Linked DNA regions of Mus musculus: region 1 is linked to region 2. Evidence: chromatin contacts called from public Hi-C data. All regions are on one chromosome and are shown on one strand. Each heading gives the region's core, a stretch centred on a gene start, on an enhancer-like site or on the middle of the called end of the contact. The rest is flanking DNA. Distances are from core to core; before and after follow the strand shown.

Region 1 (4,385 bases), core at 1,126-3,625, 1.5 Mb before region 2:
GATCAGCCTATTTTCGACAGGCCCAGAGGGTGGGGATGATTTTCTTTGAAGAGGTTTGATGTTTCGAATCAGACCAGACACAGTAATTGCTCAACTGAGACTGTTTTGTGACTAGAATTAATTGGAACTTCTTAATTTCCTGAGACTGACTGGGCAGTCTCTGGGCCTGCCAGAGTTCTCATATCTATGGTTCTATTATCTATATTCATCTATCTAGGAAGCCAGTGGAAACAAACAATAACAATGTTTTGTAACTGTTATTGCAGCATATTCAATGTGCTTCTTTCACGGGTCTTTCTCCCATGGTTATTGATCACTGCTTGTTCCTGGCCCAGCCCCAGCTACCGTGGAATGCTTGGACAGAGCATCCTTCCCCTGGCATCTGGCCTCTCTCCTGTACTTCTCCCTCTGCCAGGAAGGTGGCTCCACCCCCTTCTTGCCTAGTTTGCATCTATTCACCCTGGAAGTCTGAGCCCTGGTTTCTCTTCTTCTAGGAAGTTCTTTCCCCTCTGCTCCCTGATGACCCCTTCCCCCTAGCCCAGCAGATCTTTCATCTGCCAGGACCTTTATTCTCTTTCCCTTGTCCTCTTTGCTCAAAAACCTATCTTCTTAAATACATAGCCACTTATTCCCATCTCTTTCCAATGTCTAATGGGTTTTGTTGGACAGATGGATAAATAAAATAGTTTGATGAACATGTCAGAAGGCCCACTCTGAGGGGTCCACTGAGGTCTGAAATGACAGCAGTTAGCTGACAGAATCTTGGTATTTTCCCTTGGCTAGCTGTACCATACTTCAGAGCCAGCATTATCTGATTTCAGTATGGACACAGCCACAGGAAACCAGCCTGCTCAGGACTCAGGCTCCCTCTTCCCAAAATTAGCTTGTAACCAGACCAGAAACAAAGGCTGGAGAATCATTGAGTAACTTTATGATTCTAGTTTGTCCTTTTCTCCTTCTCTCCTTTTCTCCTTCTCTCTCTCTCTCTCTCTCTCTCTGTCAACCATTTGAAAATAGCATATTTATTAGTTGTCAGGACAATAAAATGTAAATAGTAATAACTGGAGAGTTGCCTGAAAGTATCAAGACTCTACCATTTCACAACAAAAGGATGACAAATGACAGGAAGGAAAAGTGAGAGAATGATATCTAATATCACTGAGCATATGGCACGTTGATTTAACAGTTCAGGACAACATAGCCTTCCCCATGTAACCCTTGCAACCCTTACAAGACGTAACTCACTGTCAGCCTCACTTTACAGTTAAAGAACTAATGTCTGGAGTGGTTATATAACTGTGCCAAGGCTCTCAGAAAATAAAACAGAACTCACATCTGGAACTCTAATGTCAGATCTGTGTTCTTGCTACAACATGGACAGGCTAGGATGCCAAAGACCACTAGTCTTCGTGGAAACCTTTGAAAATGTATATAGTTATTTCCCTTAACTTCACCATAACCAGAACATCATACAATTATAGCTCCCAGTTACACATAAAGAAACTGAGGTCAGTTAGGTTATGCAACCTATTCAAAGGGGCTCACCCACCTACTGTGTAGCTGAGGCAAGATTCAAACCCAGATATGTGTGAATAGAAAGTCTGTTCTTTGCATAGCACTTACTTCTTTGTGGGTGTTTCTGAGTCCCACAGCAGGATAGAAAATCCAGAAAGTCCTCAGTTGCTCTATAAAGATAAAGTCACCTTGCAGAGCCTAGAGGACTCTCGGAAGGGCACTGTCTGGGATGAGGCCTGCGTTGTCTGTTGTCAGAATCAGGTCTCCTGATTCCCAGTCTAGAGGACACTTCCTCCCAGACCATATTGCCATTCCCATCAGACCATGTAATTTCTTTTTCTGATTGGGACACAGAGCCAGCAGCCAACAAAGATCACAATCTGTCTGACTGTTCTCCCTCTGTTATGAGATGAGTCTTGAAAATAATGTATATCAAAGAGGAACCAGGTTAAATCATCCTTGAATGTACCAAGCTGACTTGTGCTTCCCTGGTATAGTTCCAGGCTCCTCTCCCCCCACCCCCCACTGACAAGCAGGGACTACAAAGCTGGTGCATAGCCTCTTCATTCACCACTGACGCCTTCCAGTCTCCAGCTCCTGTAACCACTAATGCAATTATTTTTGCATCTTCTCAGTTCGACATTGAAATATTCTGTGCCCATCACCTAGTATTGGTCTGAAGCAGCTCTCATGTGGATTGTTCCACCAACCTCTTACTGTATGTCCCTGCCTTTAGTACAGCCAGGGTGACTTCCCACTATTTACAAAACATCTATTGTTCTTCATTACCTACTATTCAAGTTTGAATTCCTTTCCGTCTACAAATTTACACCTAGATCTGAAGGCCTTTGCCCAAACCTGACCAGTTATCCTCTTGCTACACGTGTATACTTTTCTTCCTTGCCTCTCTGTCTGCAGGGTTCTCCCTTCAGTAACACATTCCCATCCCATTGGACTAACTCCTGCCCAATATTAAAAGTCAGTTGAGATGGGCCTTCCAGAAGGCTTTACCTGAGTTTAAAGACATGTTTAGTTACTGCTACTGGCCCTTAGTTAGCACTCCTCTCTCTCCCTCTCCCTTTCTCTTTCCCTCTCTCCTGCCCCCTCCCCTCCCTCTCTCTCCCTTTATCTCTCTCTGTCTCTCATCCACACACACATACACTCACACACATACACTCACACACATACACTTACACACTCACACAGACATTCACACATATACACCATTATTATTACTAGAAGCAGTTGTGGCAGCATTGATTTTTGAAGTAGGTTTTTGTTGACTATCTTGAAATTTGTTTTGTACCTCAGGGTAGCCTGAAACTCATGACCTTCCTGCCTTTGTATCTAGTATGCTGGGATTACAAGTGTGTACTACCATGCTGATATACATATACTTCTTTTAAATATAAGTGTTCCTTAATCTTCTGGAATTCCTCTATCACTGAGCTTATCGTGCACATTTTAATTATCTCTTCTCTCTTCTGTCTCCCCAGTAGAACAAAAGCCTTAGAATGCCCTCTTCTCTAGTACTTTACCCCAGGTGCTGGTTGTGATTCCTGGCACGCTAATATATGTTTATTTTTGGTGAAGAAGAATTGGGTGTTAAGAGACAGAAACTGTGAGCTGAGGAAGGATTTTTTAGTAAAGATAAAATTTCTATCAGCCAACCATGCCAATAGAAAGGTGGAAGAACCCATAATTGGATGCCAGAAATTAATAACAAACCAGCTACAGCATCTTCCAGAGAGACCTGCGACTTGGGTTTAGAATTTACTTTAGCCCATAAGTTCAATTTTTTTCTAAACAATTCCTATAACTTCCTTTGCCACAATACTGAAGGAGACCAAAGTAGGTGTGGTGTGGAGTTGATCTTCACCTGTGTCTTTAAGGAGTTGGAGGATCACACTACCAAATGTTGGCAGGAGAGGGTGTCCAGGGGCATTTAAGAATGGCTAGATTTTGGGAAGCCATGCGCCTCTGCTTCATAGCACAGACTATTTTGTTGGCCTTGCTGAGCCAGAAGATATAATATCACATTCTAAGGTGATGGGCTCAGTCTTGGTGTCTGTGGGCAGAGCATCCAGTTCTTATCATGACATCTCCAAGGCTCTAGGAAGTCTGAAACACTGACCTACCACCTGGATTACTCCTTGCTCGCCCCTGCTCTGAGGCTATCACCTGGACCTCTTAAGTTCAGAAAAGTAACAGAGGATCACTGAAACCTCAGTAGACTGGGTTCTAACTCATGCCACTAGCATATGAGATTCCCCGCCCCACACAGTTTATAGCAGGAACTCTATGACTATTTACCAAGAGCTATGAAAGGCTAGTGTGAGCACTTTAATTGGGGAAGGGGTAGTTTGTACATTAAGTGAATGGGCCTCCCATATCCATGGGTTCTGTATCAGAAGATTCAACTAGCCATGGATAGAAAATAGTTTTACAAAATTAAGTCTGTACTATTTTCAGATAATTTCCTTTAAAATGCAGTATAACAATAATTTATATAGCACTTACAATACATTGAATATTATGTGATCTATAGTTAAAACATATGTTGAGGTAGCTTAGTAGCTCATACTTTTAATCTCAGCACTTGGGAGGCAGATTCAGGAAAATGAATCTTTGTGAGTTTGAGGCCAACCTGGTCTACATAGTGAGTTTAGAACAGTCAGGACTACATAGAGAGATCTTGTCTCAAAAAAAAAAAAGCCCAAACAGTATACAGTAGGATGTATGTATATATACAAGTACTACAACACTATACTCAAGAAACTAGAATATCAGGATTTCAGGATTTCTAGAACCATCTTGGAACATCGAGGGACAACTGTGTTCCTAATTTATACCATCCTTTTCCTGTTTAA
Region 2 (4,698 bases), core at 2,092-4,591:
TATATATATATATATATATATATATATATATATATATGGTGGATCTGCTTGCAGTTCTGAGAGTCAGACTCAAGTAGCAGTCTTGCCTGCGTTTAGAGGCTTAGTCATTTGGTTTGGTCTGGGATTTAAATGGCCCAGTAAATCAGCTAGTCAGCAGTCAGGGCCCTCCTTTGCACCAAGAAGGTTCCTCTGAGTGTAGGGTTCTCGGAGCTGACCGTGGTGCTGATATAAATCCCAAAAAATCATGTTTGTCACACAGACACTGGGTAGTATATCTGGGAGGAGATATCGACATTGGCCATTTCCAAGAATTCCTCTCACTTCCAGCTTCTAACCTGGACTTCCAATGCTAAATACCCTCTCAGGTATCTGGATTAATTTCTCATAACATTCTTCAAGAGTTTTTTCTATTGGTTTCCCAACATGGCTTTGTTGACTTTTTGAGGAATTCTTAGATACCCACAATGTGCCTGGCTCTGTAGCAATGACTTTCATATGTAGCACCAAAGAATATACACCAACGTGCCCTGTAAGGATTTGTTACATTGATTACTCATTGTCTCCTCCATCACTAGAATTTGTTAGATCCACATGATAGGGCTTATTGCCTATCCACTGATCTCCCCCCAGCAACTAAGAAAGGGTCTGTATATGATAGGAAGGCAAAAAATGTTTTTAATGCTTAAATTACCAAATAATGTATAAACAACCATATGGGATAAAGCATATTATGAATACACCCTATTTTAGGAGACTGAACAAGAATGATTTCTCACGAGTATTTCTTGTCCCTTCCATATCTTAATTCACTATAAGTTGGAAATGTCAGAGCCAAGGTGGACAGAATTCATGAGGGGGTGTAAGTGTTCAGGAAAGTGATGTGTTCACCTATACTAGTCAATCTCATGAGAATCGTTGATGCTTCCAGTTTTCTCATGGAGAAGTTGCTGGTCAAAAATACTCTTAAACCATTCCCTATACTGAGGACAAGGCAAGTGGAATGGGCGCCACTCTTCTCTTTTCAGGAGGACCTGTGCATATCAGCATCAAAGCTGCACCTGTGCATCCCAGCATCAGAGCTTAATCCGAAGCCATAGCCAGGGTTGAGTCTGGGAAGATGTTCTGGGAACAGGGTTCAAGATTGCATCAGGATTCAGTGAGTAGTTTCAACTAAGCTAAATTTTTAAATCAAATAGTAAACTCAGAGTGCCTGTGCTAATGTCAGATGGAAGTCGACAAGATGCTTAATGAACAATGACAAGATAGCCTCTTCCCCTCAGATTAACCAGATTCTAGACAACATTCTAGCTTTCCCTGTTCGCCCCTGCCTTACTGAGCATCTTCTTCTTCTCTGTGGATCCCATCTGGGGGCTCTAGGACTAGGAAGTCTCTTTAATAATGTGATAGGGATTGGGTGGGGGTCTGTCCTAAAGATGGTAAACAACAGATCAAATACTTACAACCTTGGCTTTTAGATTTCTGTCCCCCATTCTGCTTCTCATACTCTGGCTATGGACTGTCCTAAGAAGTCCTACACCAATTGTTAGATATAATAGAAAGCTGTAAATAGCCCCCATTACCTGCCTCCCTGAGAACTTGCACTTGTATCAAGATGGTAGCAATAATAGGCTTTGCTTTCCCAGCTAAAGCAAAGTATGGTTTTAAAGACTGAGGACATAAGGCAACAAAAAGACAGCAATGTTTAAGAAACTGTGAACAGCACAGTGGACCCTGGAATTGCCCTAACATGCACATTAAGAGTACTAGTCCTCAGCACAGAAGGGAAAATCTGGACCTGTAATTCTCTGAATGTGGAAATCACAACTGAGAGTTCAAGAGATTTCATAAAGTCGGGTGTGGTATCGCACGCCTTTAATCCCAGCACTCGGGAGGCAGAGGCAGGCGGATTTCTGAGTTCGAGGCCAGCCTGGTCTACAAAGTGAGCTCCAGGACAGCCAGGGCTATACAGAGAAACCCTGTCTCGAAAAACCAAAAGAGAGAGAGAGAGAGAGAGAGAGAGAGAGAGAGAGAGAGAGAGAGAGAAAGAGAGAGAGATTTCATAAAACAAAGGGCTGGGGAGAAAAAAACATTTCAGTAAACATTCTGGTGGAGGGTTTCCAGTACTGAGTGCAGATGAACAGGACCTATCCATGCCCAGAGAGGCACAGAATCAGTATCTGAGCCCTTGCCTAGCATGTGCAAGGCCCCAGTTTTACTCTTAAAAATAAAACTACTGTTTATCCAAGTGATGGTAGACTGAAATATACCCATACCAAAATTGCATTAAATGTGCATGGCCCCCATCCCCTTGAGCCTGATAAAAGAACATGTGAAGGGCATCCATGCCTCATATCTGGATTTGATCCTCAAACCCATCCTTTAAGGTAGACAGGGCCATCAGTCATTATCTCCTGTCATGGACCAGCAATCTAAGGCTCCCTAAGCATCTCACACAAGTCAATATGAGCTTAAGTGAATCCCTGCTCTCCTTCATCCCAAGTCAAGGCTTCTTCAAGCAAGGCCTGAAACAATTCTCATTCTCTCTCTCTCTCTCTCTCTCTCTCTCTCTCTCTCTCTCTCTCTCTCTCTCTCTCTCTCTCTCTGAAATACAATTTGTCATGAATTAATGATGAGCCTGCCTGGCCAATTACCAGAGCTAAGTGCTTTCCCGCTGGGAGCAGCTCCCACAAAGCACTAAGTGATGTTGGACTAGTAAAGGGGGCCCCGCCCAGCCAGGCCTAGAGCCCTCCTGGGTCCAGGCTTAGAGGAAGCAGCTTCCAATTAGCTCCTGCCAGACAGACTGGCTTCTCAGCACAGCAAATTGGGTTATAGAGTGCTCTTCCAGCTGGCCTCCCAGTCTGGTCCTGCCTGCCCCAGCAAAGAGGATGCTAATCAACGGTGAGGCCAACTCTGCAGGTCACAAGCATTCATGGAGGGGATATACACAGACAGGTTTGTCCCAACAAAACAGTGTCCTATAAGGCCTACCCCAGATAGTCAATGGCATTGGGGTGTTGGAATAGAGGCTCTGGAGCTAAATAGAAGCAGTGCACAAAGGAAAGAGACCTAAAACCTACACTTTCACTCTCTTCATACCTCTCACTCCCTAAAGATAAAGAAAGATAGTCTCTGCCCTTGGGCCATTGAGCTGGTTTTTTCCTTATTGTTTGCTTCTCAAAGAGAGCCCCAAGTGCCATTTGACTCTGGAAAGAATCATTGCAGTGAGGTGAGCCTAAGACCTCATTACAATACATCCTGTACCCTGTATTCCTCTTTCTGGGCAAGCCCAGAATCTACTCCAGCGTTGGTACCTCCTTTCCACAGCCTTTAACACAGAGGCTCTAGACTGCTCTGCTGCTCCCTCTAGTGGGCACTGCTGGGCTATATTGCAAAGCTTTCTCAGAATAACTAAAGGTTACAAAAAATATTTCAGAGCTATTACTTCCTCCTCTGATAAGTAGGCCAAAAAGGCTTGTGGTCACTATTTTAGAAGTGAAGTATCAAGTATAGACAGACAAGAAGAGCAGTCAGGGTTTGTCTGTAGCAAAGCTAGTCCTGAAACCTCATTTTCTCACCAACAGCCATGTCATTGAAAAGGGTCCTTAACTCTGCTTCATGGACAGTGTATCTGATTTGCTTTGCAAGGCGAGGGGTTGGGTATATCTTCTCCTATGCCGTGACCCTCGCCGAATACTCCATTCATACAAGGCCTATGGAACTCTGGAAGAGTCTCAACACAACTTATCTATATGCATATAGTTGTAAGTGTGAACCACAATCCAGATGTTAAAGATAGCAAAGAGAATCAACCAAGATCCTGTATGAGCTAGTAAGGAAAATTAATAATGAGAATACACTGTGGAAACTCAGTGGTAGAGGTGTCAGAAAGTAGGGTTGTACCCAAGGCAGGCCTGTGGACCAGAAGAAAATTGACCCCAAAGTGGGCAAAAGAACCAGAGAGAAACCCATAGAGAAAGGGGTGTGAGCAAGCAGAGAATGTCAGGCAGGAGTCATAATAGAAAACTACAATGCGATATGGCATGATGCTGTGAGAAAGCAGGGCCAGACCACAAGGCTCCCAGTAGGCCAAGTGTCTAGGTCACAGCTTTGTCGGGATGAGCTCCCTTCGAGGTTGTGGCTGCAATCTAACAGCCAGCAAAGTTTATGGCCAAATGTTCTTGTACCAGTGGGGGAAAGAAGCAGAGATGGAACCTCTAGGGAATGAGCAGCTGTCTTGATGTTGAAAAGTGTCTGCCAGGAGAATTCAGCTGAGAATACTTCCCACTCCCAAGAGGTCAAAGGGCCCTGTTGTCCCTTCCTGATGGAGGCCATGAGATCACAGTGTCATACATAATTCATTCAACAAATACTCTGAATTGCCTGAGCCAGCCTCTGAGCTAAGGTTAGAGGGCACAGAAATGGAAAGATGCTGTCTGTGCCTTGAGGTTATGCTTGGACCTCAGAGGAAGAGGGCCAGACTGGGGAAATACTGCAGGGCTGAAGCCAGTGACTGCAGAGTCTGGGAAGCTGAAGCTGAGCAGAATGTGAACTGGGTTTTAAGAGTTGGCTGTGTAAGAAAAAAGAAAAGCAGGAAGAACACACAGCCCAAGGAGCAAGAACTGGCTGTGTGTTTGGGTGCACACTGAACAATCCAATTACAAGAGATCTACACTGCCAGGCTGGGAGGCAGGGATGCTG

The links. A called contact is a pair of places that touch in the nucleus more often than the background predicts.
Region 1: a Hi-C map of the N1E-115 cell line shows a contact between it and region 2, with 7 times the contacts expected there. The contact joins two enhancer-like sites. A contact is called at or near these places in 2 of 39 promoter capture datasets (the C10 cell line and hippocampal neurons), 1 of 15 datasets of contacts at CTCF or cohesin (stem cell-derived epiblast-like cells), 16 of 484 Hi-C or Micro-C datasets (the AtT-20 cell line, the N1E-115 cell line, the P5424 cell line and 12 more) and 1 of 9 other capture datasets (embryonic stem cells).

The regions. Positions count from the first base shown.
Region 1 is chr4:111,618,046-111,622,430 of GRCm38.p6, reverse strand. The region is part of intron 11 of Agbl4 (ATP/GTP binding protein-like 4); the gene reads right to left. Among named protein-coding and RNA genes, the nearest start is that of Spata6, 100 kb to the left of the region's middle. Within about 2 kb of position 2,375, at least 1 of the 459 cell types and tissues checked has an H3K27ac peak or open chromatin away from gene starts, as enhancers often do. A contact at or near this core is called in the N1E-115 cell line, where this site is marked.
Region 2 is chr4:110,127,759-110,132,456 of GRCm38.p6, reverse strand. No RefSeq gene overlaps it. Among named protein-coding and RNA genes, the nearest start is that of Gm33070, 23 kb to the left of the region's middle. Within about 2 kb of position 3,341, at least 25 of the 459 cell types and tissues checked have an H3K27ac peak or open chromatin away from gene starts, as enhancers often do. A contact at or near this core is called in the N1E-115 cell line, where this site is marked.